2 separate regions of the Mus musculus genome follow, and region 2 is linked to region 1. The links are chromatin contacts, called in public HiCAR-type maps. All regions are on one chromosome and are shown on one strand. The core of a region is the stretch at or near the end of the contact, and the rest is flanking DNA. Distances in the headings are between cores, read along the strand shown. Region 1 has its middle 10 kb from the start of Gm41849. Region 2 overlaps Got1 (glutamic-oxaloacetic transaminase 1, soluble).

Region 1 (6,349 bases), core at 2,716-5,215:
AATAACTGGTCTGAGGCCACGTGACAGTAAAGGATGCTGGGATGTTCTAGGATGGTTTGACTTCTAGAACTTTCATTTGGTAATGTAGCTATCAGTCGGATGCAGGTGATGGTACCAGAGTGTCCTTTGGGTTAGAGAATTCCACATTTGACTGTAACAACAACAACAACAACAACAACAACAGGCTGTAAAATGACTCACTAACACTTTATGCTGATGACATATTTAAAGTGGTAATATTTTGGATATATGTCAAATTATAAAATTAATCTCACCCACTTCTTTAGTGTGTGTGTGTGTGTGTGTGTGTGTGTGTGTGTGAGTATGTGTGTGTGTGTGTCTGTGTGAGTGTGTGTGTGTGTGTGTGTGTGTGTGTGTGTGTGTGTGTGTGAGTGTATGTGTGTTGCTCTTGACCAAACCCAGGACTTTACACACTTGCTAGGCAAACACTGTTCTATTGAACCATACCCTTTTCCTTCTTTGTCCCATTTTCAATGTTGATTACTTGATTTTTTTTTATTTAGTGGTAGAGCATGTGCTTGGAATATACAAAATGCTGGCCCAGTCTTCAGCATTAAAAAAAGAAAGAAAGCAAAGGAAGTGGCATGGGACTCACAGTGTATGTTCTCCAGGTCACATGGCCTAGACCTTTCTTATGATCCCCCCCATATTGCCACCAGCAGCAAGGATGTGTTGGGTGATGTTTGATGATAAAATCACTGCTGTATCTGAAATGCTGCCTCCCAGGATTCCACTATGACAGCCTTGAGGGCCCCTTCTTGCCATATACACACCCCTGAGTAAATAAGGTTTCAGGCCTTCTCCGGGGCCATTCAAGAATGTCCTTGGGAGACTAAGGCTTTGATGTTGAGTATTCGGCTCTCCCCACCACCCAGAGTCGAGGAGGAAGTGAAAGCCCCCTTTGGGGGCTGTCCCTACAGAGGTCACTGCCCAATCCCACCTCAGGCAGTGGGAGAGTTCCATCAGCTTGAACTGGCAGCAGCCAGGACTGGCAGAGCGAGAGACAGGCAGGGAGAGAACTTTGGGCTCACTCTCTGACCTCCCAAGACCACCTCTGCCTGAGCATCTGAGATCCTTGTTGTGGGTACTTCTTCTAATGAGCAACACCCCTGCATTCCCCCTGTAAAAGAGTTCCATTTTTATAAGGCTCTTTTTTTTTTAATATATTGAACCTCTTTACAGGGAGCTCAAATACCCAAAATAACTCCAAGTTCTATTTTCTAGAACTATGTTTCTCAGAGTTCCAGAAAACATGACAATGAGTTCAATGTTTCTAAGACCTGCTGGATCAGACCCTCAGGGGGATGGCCAGGAACTCCCCAGTCTTGGTGCCCCCAGTGCCCAACTGTGTTCAGGTGTGATTAGATATGGCATATACTGTCAGTAACTTTTCCTAAAAATAAAGTGGCCAATTTTTCGAATCATTTGCTTCTGAAATTAACACGTACAGCCTCAGAGTTACGCCTCCAGCATGTGACTTGTTCCCACTTGCTTCTGGGGTGCCTTCTGAACTATTAGGGAAGGGAAGGTGTGGCCTTGCTGGCACCTGATGACACCGTGCATACCTGTGCCTCATCTTGTCCCTGCCCAGAGACATCAGTAATTCAGTAATGCAGGAGAACAAGGACCGAGTCACCCATTAACTAACACTGTGGCTTGCTATGTGGTCAGCAGCGAGCTCAGGACCTTAGGGCTATTCTCCCGCTTCTACGCCTTGCAGGAATCTGTGGGCTGTGGACTCATTACTGGCTTATTTTATTAATGAAGACACCGAGCAGAGAGGTTAGGTAACCTGCTCAAGGTCACCCTGTTGGCAAACAACTCATCAGAAGAAGGCTGTGAGCAAGAAGGCAGCTCTGTTCTTAGTGGGCAGCGAGAGGTGGCTGTGGGGACCTGGATGATCCTTGTCCAGGGACCTTAAAGACAATATGGCCTCCCTTGTAGAAAAGGAGTTAAGAGACACAGAACACTGGGAGTCAGACAGGGCCAAGACTACCTCTGACCTCATCCCTTGGACAGAGTGCCAATGGCTTTGGCGGACCCTTCGAGGAGTCCTGCCTCCATCACAGATAGCCCAGAATAAAACCAGCCTGCACATCTGCTTTGCTGACTTCTAGGCCAACACATCCACCCCGTTCTTAGCTTTGGACATTTCAACTGGAGGGACAGCCACACTCTCCAGTAAGAAGCATACGAGAACACAAAAGACCAGCAGCACGGGGCCAGATGTGTGTTTCCCACCCCGGGCTCCAGCCCTGCTCAGATGCCAGCTGGACAAACAGGACTAGAAGCTGTGACACTTCTCCAGCCAGCAGACTTCTACAGGAGGCCAAACCATCACGGCCAGCATGACTTGGGTTGCCGTGACAATGAAAAGCCATTGTTAGTTCTTAGCAAGAACAGGAGAGAGAGAGAAAGAGAGTCTGAGAGAGGGATCATTGGTGGGGATATGCTGAGCATGTGAGCCTTATGTGTCACGGGGCACAACTTAGCTCTGCACTGTCTGCCCGCCATTCTCAGGGCATGCTTCTCTCCCTCTTCTTCTGTATGTTTGTGAGCATGTATGAGTGTGTGTGTGTGTGTGTAAGTGCAGTGTGTGTGGAGGGGCACATGTCAGTATGTGAGAGGTGCCTCTTGAGGTCATAAGGCAACCTTTATTTTCTTGAGACAGGGTTCCTCACTGGCCTGGAACACAAGAAGTAGGCTAGGGTAGCTGCTCTAGCAAGCTCTAGAGCCCCCATCTCTGACTCCCCAGCACCGGATTATATGTGCCATGTGCCTTCTTTCCGATGGATGCCAGGGGTCAAGTCCTCCTACAGCAAGGCAAGTGCATGGCCAACTGAGCTGCCTCCCCAGCCCCAATATTCTCCCAATAATCTTCGCCCTGTGTCATACCGAAGGTGAGCACGGCACTCCAGACAGACCTGACCAGTTCAGAGCGCACAGGCCATGTGATGGTCTAGACCAGAGACACTCTACTTCCCCTAATGCAGCCTAGATGCTGTTCACTTTACATATCGTGTGTCAACCACATAACACAGTTGGACCAGGCCGAGCTTGTGGCCGACTTACAAATAATAAACAAATAGGTCATTTTCGCGTGGATTGCTGCCAAACCAGGTCTACCTCATCCGGTACTCATGCAATTAATTTTTAACCTAAATGCAGGACTTTGCATCTCTCTCCGTTCCTTCCAAGCATGTTGGTTTCATCCTCTTGTTCCTTCCTGCTGAGGTCATTTCTTATTTCCATCCTGATGTCTGTAGCAGTAACTGTTTCCCAGCTCTGTGTCTGTTGTAAACGTGATCAGAACACCTTGTAGGCTGTCTTCTGAGTCACAGGTAACAATGCCAATGAGGTCATCGCCAGGGATGGAGCTCTATGGCACACCACTAGAGACCTCCCTTGGGTTGACACAGAAAAACTCATCAACATTCTTTGACTGTAGTTGTTCATCTGGCTATGACTCTGTTTCCTGTCCTCTGACCTTGTTCCCACACCTCCAGCACGTCCTCAAGGGCACTTTGTCAAACACCATGTGCAGTCAGGACACACTGGGCCACCGCTTTGATCTTCTGCTGGAGTGAATTGCTGCTGACAACTGGTGTGAGGAGCAAGATAGTTACTTGTGCCGGGTGGAGGGGAGGGGTGGAAAAAAAGAAAATAATTGTGTGACCGACTCCGGGAGAAGCCCATTTGAAATCAAAAGTTTATCTCTTCTTCTACAAAGTATCATCTCTCTCCCTCAGGCATTCATACTGTTTCCTTAAAATAGTCCCTTGTATATCATGGTTGTTACATGTGGTTTTTTTCTCCACTATAAACTTCTGAAATGCTTTTTTTTCCCTCTTTAGCTACATTGTTATCTTTTATCACTGTGTGGCCATGGTAATGGCTCAGCAGGTAAAGGTGTCTGTTGCCAAGCCTGATTAACTGAGTTTGATCTCTGGACCTTACATAGTGGAAGGAGAGAACCAACTCCCATGGTTGTCCTCTGACCTGTACTTGTGTGCCTTGGGCACACACACACACACACACACACACACACACACACACACACACACACGTCTTCAGTGAGTTACACAGAGCACTATGTACAGTCCCTTGGATTCTGTCCTTAGCTTCAAAAACAAAAATGTCTAATATCATCAGGGATTATCTAAATCATTAAATTCAAATGTTTACAAAATTATAAAGCCTAGAGCTTGCACTGGTGCCGAAGCTTTAAAATGGTTCTCTTTGTGTACCCATAGCATCTAGCTCAAAGCAGGGCACTCAGTTCGTGCCTGATAGATGTGTGAACAGCGCACACATACACAGCTGACGCCGGTGGAGGGGATGCCGGACTTCCCGTGGTTTCACACTGGTGCAGATACCAAAGTGATTGTGCCAGGAGACCTAGAACCCAGGTTATGGTGAAGCACGTATAATCTGTGAAGACTCAACCAGCTGCCCAAGAGACCAGGTATTAAACACAGCACAGGATGCCTGTAGGGAACAGATAAAATCCTCAGTGAGTGTGTACTGTTGACAAGGGCACAGCCATGTCAGGGACCCCAGTGGCTCCGACCCATGGCTTCCCAAGGTCAGGCTCAGAAAACCGACAAAGCCTTTGTTATGGTTTATATATGCTCAGCCCAGGAAGTGGCACTATTAGGTGTGGCTCTGTTGGAGTAGGCGTGTCACTGTGGTTGTCGGCTTTAAGACCCTCATCCTAACTGCCTGGAAGTCAGTATTCTGCTAGCAGCCTTCAGATGAAGATGTAGAACTCTCAGCTCCTCCTGCACCATGCCTGCCTGGATGCTGCCATGCTCCCGCCTTGATGATAATGAACTGAACCTTTGAACTGGTAAGCCAGCCCCAATTAAATGTTGTCCTTATAAGAGTTTCCTTTGTCATGGTATTTGTTCACAGCAGTAAAACCCTAACTAAGACAGCTTTCCTTGGTTCCACGTATAAATGTTTACAGAGTATATAGAAAGCACTGTCTCCTCAACTTGTGGGTCGTGACCCCCTTTGTAGGTCAAATGACCCTTTCACAGGGGTCATCTTAGATCCTTAGAAAAAACACATTTACATTACAATTCATAACAGTAGCAAAACTCTAGTTATGAAGTAGCAATGAAAATAACCTTATGGTTGGGGGTCACCACAGTGTGAGGAGCTATATTAAAGGGCTGCAGCATCAGGAAGGGTGAGAACCACTGTCTGCGATGCTTACAGTTTGAGACTGCTTCCCTACAGAAGCCGCCTCCTGCTGAGACTGGCTAACCCCTCCTCCTGTGCTACCAGAAATGTGCTGAGGTTCTGGGTTCTTGCTCAGCTCGTTCGTCTCCATCAGCATACTCATGGCCCACCTGGCCCCAGCTATTCTGTCTGTATGTCTATCCTTTCTTCATTCCCTGGTATCCCTAGGCAAGGTTTCCAGGAACAAGCCTTGGCTTGATGCACCACATACTAGTGTGTGTTGGCAAGTTCTCTCTCACTCCACCTCCAGGGAGATAAGACAGCACATGCCTGGCCAGAGGATGTAAACCAAAGAGGCTTCATTAAGTGTGGGGAGAGGCAAGAGATCCCCTAGACAGAAACCAAGAGCAAGGGTAAATGGTGGCTCCAAGAGAGGCCTTTCTTCCCCTCAAGAAGTTAAGTCCATGGGTTATGGTGATTGAGTGGTGGATTCGGGCCTCGGAATGACCGATCAACCGAGAGTGTAGGTGGCGAGAGAACGTTAGAAAGAGTAAGGTGCCAAAGTGGGCATGTGTTACTATCTCTATGTGACCTCAGAGCTTTTACTGTTTACTAGGGCAAGTGGCACAGCCCCTGAGGCACCTGGCTCTTCAGGCAACCCAGAGCTGGACAAACTGCTAAGGGATTTAACTCAGGGCATTTTAAACTTCCCCACTCGTGCCTCTTCTCCATCCGAGGAATTCTGACGTGACCTTGGGGATGTTATTTATTTGCTGATAGTCAATCATAAAGAAATTTATTTAAAAATAATTCTTTGGAATGCATACAGTTTTACCATGTATTAAAGCTTAAAGCAAATCTGTACATTCGTTAGATTAATCTGTTTGCTTTTACATAAAGAACTGACTCTTGGCTGAACATTTGATCCTGCAGGAAGCGAAGAGCCTTCAGTTCTTCTTCTTCTTTTTTTTTACAGAAGATATTTTGATTTTTGTGATGATCAATACTGAGCGCATAAATATGTAACAAGAAATGGCGCTAGTATGTTTAGGGTCGTTTCAGAGAGCATTGGAAACTCTGATCTAATCCCATTTCAAATTCATCTATGAAAATTATCAAGTTCATTTGTGAAACAAAAATC
Region 2 (6,349 bases), core at 1,459-3,958, 1.1 Mb after region 1:
CTCAGAAACCATCGGCCAAAATAAATCCTTTCCTCCAAAGGATGCTTTTGGTTCTGGTGTTTTATCATGGTACTAAAGAGTACTTAATGCCAAGGGACGCACAGCAGTCTCCTAGCAGTGACAACTTCATGAAAGACTCAGGAATAGTCACAGTAGAAAGACTTTGGTTTTTCGAGACAGGGTTTCTCTGTATAGATGTGGCTGTCCTGGAAATCACTTTGTAGAACAGACTGTCCTTGAACTCAGAAATCGGCTTGCCTCTGCCTCCCAAGTGCTGGGATTAAAGGCGTGCGCCTAAATTGGTTTTCTTTAAGGTGTGGGGGTGGGGGAGGTGTTTGTTTGTGTGTATGTGTTTGTATGTGTGTTTGTGTGTGTGTGTATGTGTTGTGTGTATGTGTTGTGTATTCCAACAGAGGCCAGAAACAGGTTTTGAAACACGTGGAGCTGGCGTTACAGGCTTGTGGAAGCTGCCCAGAGTGAATGCTATAGGATCCAAACCCCGTCCGTCAGATAGAGCAGTGAGTACTCTTAACCATAGGCTGTCTCTCCAGCCCTACGTGATGATCCTAAAGACACACAAAGAGCTTCGTTCCTGTGTTATTTGTAAAATCTCATGATTGAAGAAACACATTCGGCTATCGTGCATTTGCTCTGGCAGTATGGTTCGATCTTACACAAGATTCACAAATACAGATGACCTTGAAGTAATGTGATGTGGGCATGGATGTAGGCATTATAGCATTTGAAATAATAAAGAGGTTAAAAGAAGAAAATTTCTTTTTAGAGGAGAAAAGCTGCCCTAAGTTGTTCTAAAACTCTAAGCTAACACTCATGCTAAAAGACAGCAAAGGAAAAATCGTTCAGGGAGTAGCGGTCCTGAGGTTAGCCCCGCCCTCCAGGGAGTAGAGGTCCTGAGGTTAGCCCCGCCCTCCCTCCTGTTCCAGAAGCACATGGTGTCAGCACAGATACACAGGGTACCCAGGACTGCAAACGATCCTGGGAACGAAAAATTATAAATTCACTCCATTAACATCAGCTACCTGAGCACTCATAACATATGACACGTGAAAGACTGAATCCTCAAACCACCGTGCCCTAAAAATTAAACACTGGATGGCTTCTGTGACACATGGTACTCTAAATATCAACAATTGACAGAAACTGCTTTTTGTGAATAAATAAAGTAGCAACTGGTCATTGTAGAAACTTTTTTGGCCAAGAAAGTCCTGTGTTTTGTAAAAAAGGAAAAATCAATATTTAACGAGATAAGTTCAGACAATTCACGGACTCAACCACTGGACCCAAATCACTAAACAGGTATCCAGAACAAAGAGTCAACCAGTTAAAACTGGACCAGACAGTCTCTGCATCTCCTTTTCGTGTTGACATATAACTGTTGACTTTAGAAACATGTCAGATATCATAATTGGTCGTGTTATTTCATTGTGACGGGAGCAGAGCCCACAAGAAGCTGTTTGAGGCCAGGGTCACACGTCACCTGGGTTCCATAGCAACTCTTACCGTATCTGATACACACCACCACACAAGCTCCTGCCCAACTGGCTGAAGAAAGAATCTAGTGTGGAAAAGACCGGAGGCAGGGCAAGATCCCCGGACTCCTTGAGGCGAGGGCCAAAGTAGAGACTGAGATCTCACTACAAGGAAAGGCATCACGTCGGGTCTTCTGGGGCTGGCTACCTGCCATGCCGGCTGAGGCTCAGGAACAGCAGAGCCTAAAACACTGCTCTACTGTGAGATTCTGTCTGAATCCAAAAGTCTGAGAACAGAAAAGCAGCAGCAGCCAGGGTCCCAGAATTGAGCTCCTTCAAAGCAGGTGGTAATGGTAAATTTCAAGAGGAAGGCTGTGTAAGGAAGCTGACATTACCGTTAACCTTGTTCATTCTTCACGTCTTGTCTCTACTATCCCTTCTCCTAGTCTGGCCACTCCAGTTAAAACTGAAGCCAGCCTCCCTCCCTTCCCCACGGCTAACATGCCTCCGCCCCCTCTCTTTCTACAGCATTTGACAAGTTTAACACAGTAAACGGAAGGAGGACCTGTCTCTGTGGTCACATGTATGTTTGGGTCCTAGCATCTAGCAACGTGCCTGGCTCTTCTGACAAGTGACTAACTCAAACATCTGAGACCCTTGGAAGTTCTGTGAGCTAACTGTTGGAACGTGTACTAAACAAAAAGCCAGGATCCCTAGCCAGGATCAGAAATTGTGAGATGATCCCTAGCCAGGGTCACAAATTGTGAGATGATCCCTAGCCAGGGTCACAAATTGTGAGATGATCCCTAGCCAGGGTCACAAACTGTGAGAGGAAAAAAGCCTTATAAAATCAGACATCCTAGCACGCTGGAGACGTGGCTCAGCAGTTAGGAACACTTTCTGGTTTCAGTTCCCTGCATCCACATGGTGACTCACGGTCATCTGAATCTCCAGTTCCAGAGGATCTGAGACATTCTCCTGACCTCCACGGGCACCAGGCATGCGCGTGACGCATGTATACACGCAAGCAAAATACTCTCACATATAAAGTGGAGGAACAATATTTTTTCATTTAGGCGCTAGAGTAAAGCCACAGTGAGTTCTGTTATTCCCAGACTTCAAACAGCCACGTCATAACTCAGAGAACATAAGTAACCAGCCACGCCTGAGAAAGTGAACGATTCAGCACAGAAGTGACCCTTGGTCGGGTCCTGAAGGTCTCAGAGGTCTGGACTAGAGAGTTGGTGAAGCAAGGACGGGCATTCTACACAGAGGGAAAAGCCAGGCCTGGGTTCTGAGTTCTGATAGGCCTGTGGGTCTGCGAAACAGCAACACTCTCCACTCTTGGACTGGCAGGATCCCGAAGGGATAACAGGGAGAGGGATGGCAAGCTCACAGACTGGACCACACTCTGTAGACAGCAACGAAGGTGCACCCTGTGGAGGAAGGGAGCAGGCAGCACCGTTAGCCCTCTTTATAAGGAGTATCTCCCTTCCTGTAGTGTGGGAAATGTTCTGAAATGACAAGGAGAGTAGAGGCTGGAAGGCCAATGAGGCTACTACAAGAATCTACATGAGCTGGTGGCCTTGTGGATGAAGATAGTGGCCCAGGGATGCAGAGAACTTCCAGGAAAAAAAAAGAAAGAAAGAAAGGCTCAGAGCTCAGGAGCAGCTGGTACCCAGAGTAATTCAGATGCTGGGAAGTATCCCAAAACAGGAACTTTACATAACTGATGCCATAAAAACCGTCCTTTAAGTCCGTTCTGTAATCAAAACACGGTGAAGACGAACTAGACCAAGAAGGAAGAGTAAGTTACCAGGTCAAGGCCATGAGCCCCAGGCCAGATTCTTACAGTCTTTTTTTTTTTTTCCAGTTTTTCAAGACAGGGTTTCTCTGTATAGCCCTGGCTGTCCTGGAACTCACTCTGTAGACCAGGCTGGCCTCGAACTCAGAAATCCGCCTGCTTCTGCCTCCCAAGTGCTGGGAGATTCTTATAGTCTTAAGAGGTCAAAACCTAGATCCATGGACAGAGGAATACTGTCAACAAAGTAGCCATGTTGAGAATACAGTTCTCTTAGAGAAGCTGCTCCCTCAATATGGACTCTGATTTGCCAACAACAGCCCAACCTAATCTATAGCATATACAGAGAGGTACCATATGTCAGTGGAGTGTTGGGCCACAAATGGGACATCTATAACACACTAACACACACAGACTGACAGACAGACACATACACACACACACACACACACACACACACACACACACACACACACACACAGATCAGGGACCACTGAGGAGGGAGTGGAAGGTTTTTAAGAGCCAGAGGTTGGGAAGGGCTGGAACACAACTGTGTGCTCCTGACATGACAGGCTGCTGGCTCACACGGACACACATCGGCTGCACTCTCCTGCATAAAACCGAGCACGTCATCATTCCAGCAGGGAGGGGGAAAGAGAAATGGAAATGGGTATGACCAAAACACACTGCCCGAAACTCTGAGGAGCGATAGAACATATAGATTTTAAAACAGACTGCCCACCTTCTGTCTGGGCAAACACAGGATTTTCAGGGCAACTCTTCCATACCACGCTCTAACACCCCCAGCCCCACCCCCCCACCCCGGCACACACATCCCACACCTTCCGTTCCCCCAAGGCTTGCCTTACACAGAAATCTAGTGCGAACTCTGATTAATCACTTGTTTAATCAGTGACCTGGGTTCCCAGACCTTCAGCAGAGACTCCCTTCGTCCTTTACTTCACCTTGCCATTCGCTTATCAGGGCATCTGGAGAAGAAAACCCTGCTGTACACAAACAGGTGAGGAACGCCTCAAATGACTCCACCCAGTGGCCCTCTCCATGGATGAACTGTGACCTGCGTTACCACATGGCCCAGCGGGCTGAGGAGTGCAGCTGATTTCAATTTCACAACACCTAACCGGACTCTTGCTCTCCCCTCCCACCCAGCCCCAGTGAGCCAGGTTTACCTTGCTCAAACAACACTTTCCTTAGGTAACCCCTGCACATACTGTAGTCTTCAGGCGAGTCTCTACACAACCAAGACTTGCTTCTGCCCACCGCTGGCCCTGGGCCATCCCACACACCCCTGTCCCAAGAACAGGATCGATGTTTCCTTATCATCTCTACTTTGTGGTCTTTCAAACCTAGATATAGTTTGGAGTCAGTGGGGGCACCTTTTAAAAATACCCCCAAGCCAAGTAGGCGGTAGTGCACATACCCTCATCCCAGCACTTGGGAGGCAGAGGCAGGAGGATCTCTGATCACTGCGTTTGAGGCCAGCCTGGCCTACAGAATGAGTTCCAGAACAGCCAGGGCTGCATAGAAAAACCCTCTCTTAAAAAAAAAAGATTAAAAAAGGAAAAAAAGAAAAATCTCCCATCGGGGTTGTAGGGAACAAGAGGGCAGTGCCCCTTCACGATTCTGATCACATTGGCTCGGCAAGGGTTCACAGGGTCCAGCTTACAACTTCCAGGACCGGCTGGGTACACATTTGCAGCCCCAAGGGTCTCCCCGTCCCCTGAATCTCTCTTTCAGCACTTCCCACCATATACACTCTACCTCACGGTGTCTGCTTCTACCATACACTCAGTTCTCGCACACATCTGAATTTATGACACGGGCAGTTCAATGAGAGCACCTGAGAGAATTACCACAGGCAAGAAAGAGCGGGGAATCCTGGTTCTTGAAGGTTGAGGGATCACTGATAACCTTCTGAGGAGCCGGGTAAAATTAAAGAAATTTTTCCCCAGAAATGAACGAAAGTCATACATTTAGAGGAAAGAACCCCTGATGGGATTATGAGCTATAGTTTCTTTCCTTTCTAAATTCAAGACACAGATAGCAAGTAGGTAAATGATCTGCCTGTGGCCCAAAGCAGTGGCAGAGATGAGTCTATACATCTCCAAACTCTTCACAGTCCATTAACTTCTCTTTGTTTGGCTTTTCTAGTAACGGTTTCAACGCCAGCGGCTGAAATCTGATAACGTACTGGACAAAACTGAGTAAGTGAAGCTGAGCTCCGGATACAGCCATAATTATCCTCTTACACTGACTGAAAATATATTTGGTGGGCTGGAGAGATGGCTCAGTCATTAAGAGTCCTGGCTGCTCTTCCCAGAGGACCCAGGTTCAATTCCCAGCACCCACATAGCAGTTCACAGCCATCTGAAGCTCCAGTCCCAGGGGACCCAATGCCCTCTTCTGGCCTCCTTGGGCACCAGGCCCACACATGATGTACAAGCATTACATGCAAGCACAAAGCTCAGACACATAAATAAAAATGTAAAAGAGGTCAGCTTACCGTCAAGGAAAAAAATAACATAAATGTATTTTCCAAGAATCCTCAAGATATAACTTTCAGTGCCTTCAAGGAAATTGAACTTTTAATCTCTTATTTTTAGACATTTACGGTTCCTAATGAGAAACTATCCACACCCCCCCAAACTCACCCGATTCTCCCTGATAGCCAGGCTGTTGTCCCCAAGAACTAGGCGAGAAGCACAGCTCCGGAACTCTGCCAGGCCCAGGATGGGCAGGTACTCGTGGTTGAGGCTGTTGTCGTTAGCAATCTTCTGTTCGACCTTCCTCACTACTGGCAAAACCCAGGGCTGAGATTCATCTGTGCGGTACGCTGAGTACAGAGAAAGAGATCACATGAACGTCAGGCAGCCTCCAAGGCAGCGTGTGTAAATACGGACAGAGAAAAATCCCCCACCTTCTAGCCAAAGCAGGACAGAGACAGAAACACAGTGCGTTCACTTGCTGAATTGAGTCCCGGGTTGGTGCTGGGCACACAGGACAGCCTCGCTCCCCCTGCCCCATTCAGATTATATAG

Evidence for each region. HiCAR-type assays count read pairs that join an accessible place to other places.
Region 2: a contact with region 1 is called in a HiCAR-type map of kidney, with 4 times the contacts expected there. The contact joins two enhancer-like sites. A contact is called at or near these places in 5 of 39 promoter capture datasets (the 3T3-L1 cell line, frontonasal cranial neural crest, hippocampal neurons and 2 more), 1 of 115 datasets of contacts at active chromatin or transcription factors (kidney) and 1 of 9 other capture datasets (embryonic stem cells).

Annotation. Positions count from the first base shown.
Region 1 is chr19:42,451,071-42,457,419 of GRCm38.p6, forward strand. No RefSeq gene overlaps it. Among named protein-coding and RNA genes, the nearest start is that of Gm41849, 10 kb to the left of the region's middle. Within about 2 kb of position 3,966, at least 9 of the 459 cell types and tissues checked have an H3K27ac peak or open chromatin away from gene starts, as enhancers often do. A contact at or near this core is called in kidney, where this site is marked.
Region 2 is chr19:43,509,718-43,516,066 of GRCm38.p6, forward strand. It overlaps Got1 (glutamic-oxaloacetic transaminase 1, soluble), which reads right to left. Exons shown (of 9, transcript NM_010324.2): 2 at 5,964-6,145. Among named protein-coding and RNA genes, the nearest start is that of Got1, 12 kb to the right of the region's middle. Within about 2 kb of position 2,709, at least 101 of the 459 cell types and tissues checked have an H3K27ac peak or open chromatin away from gene starts, as enhancers often do. A contact at or near this core is called in kidney, where this site is marked.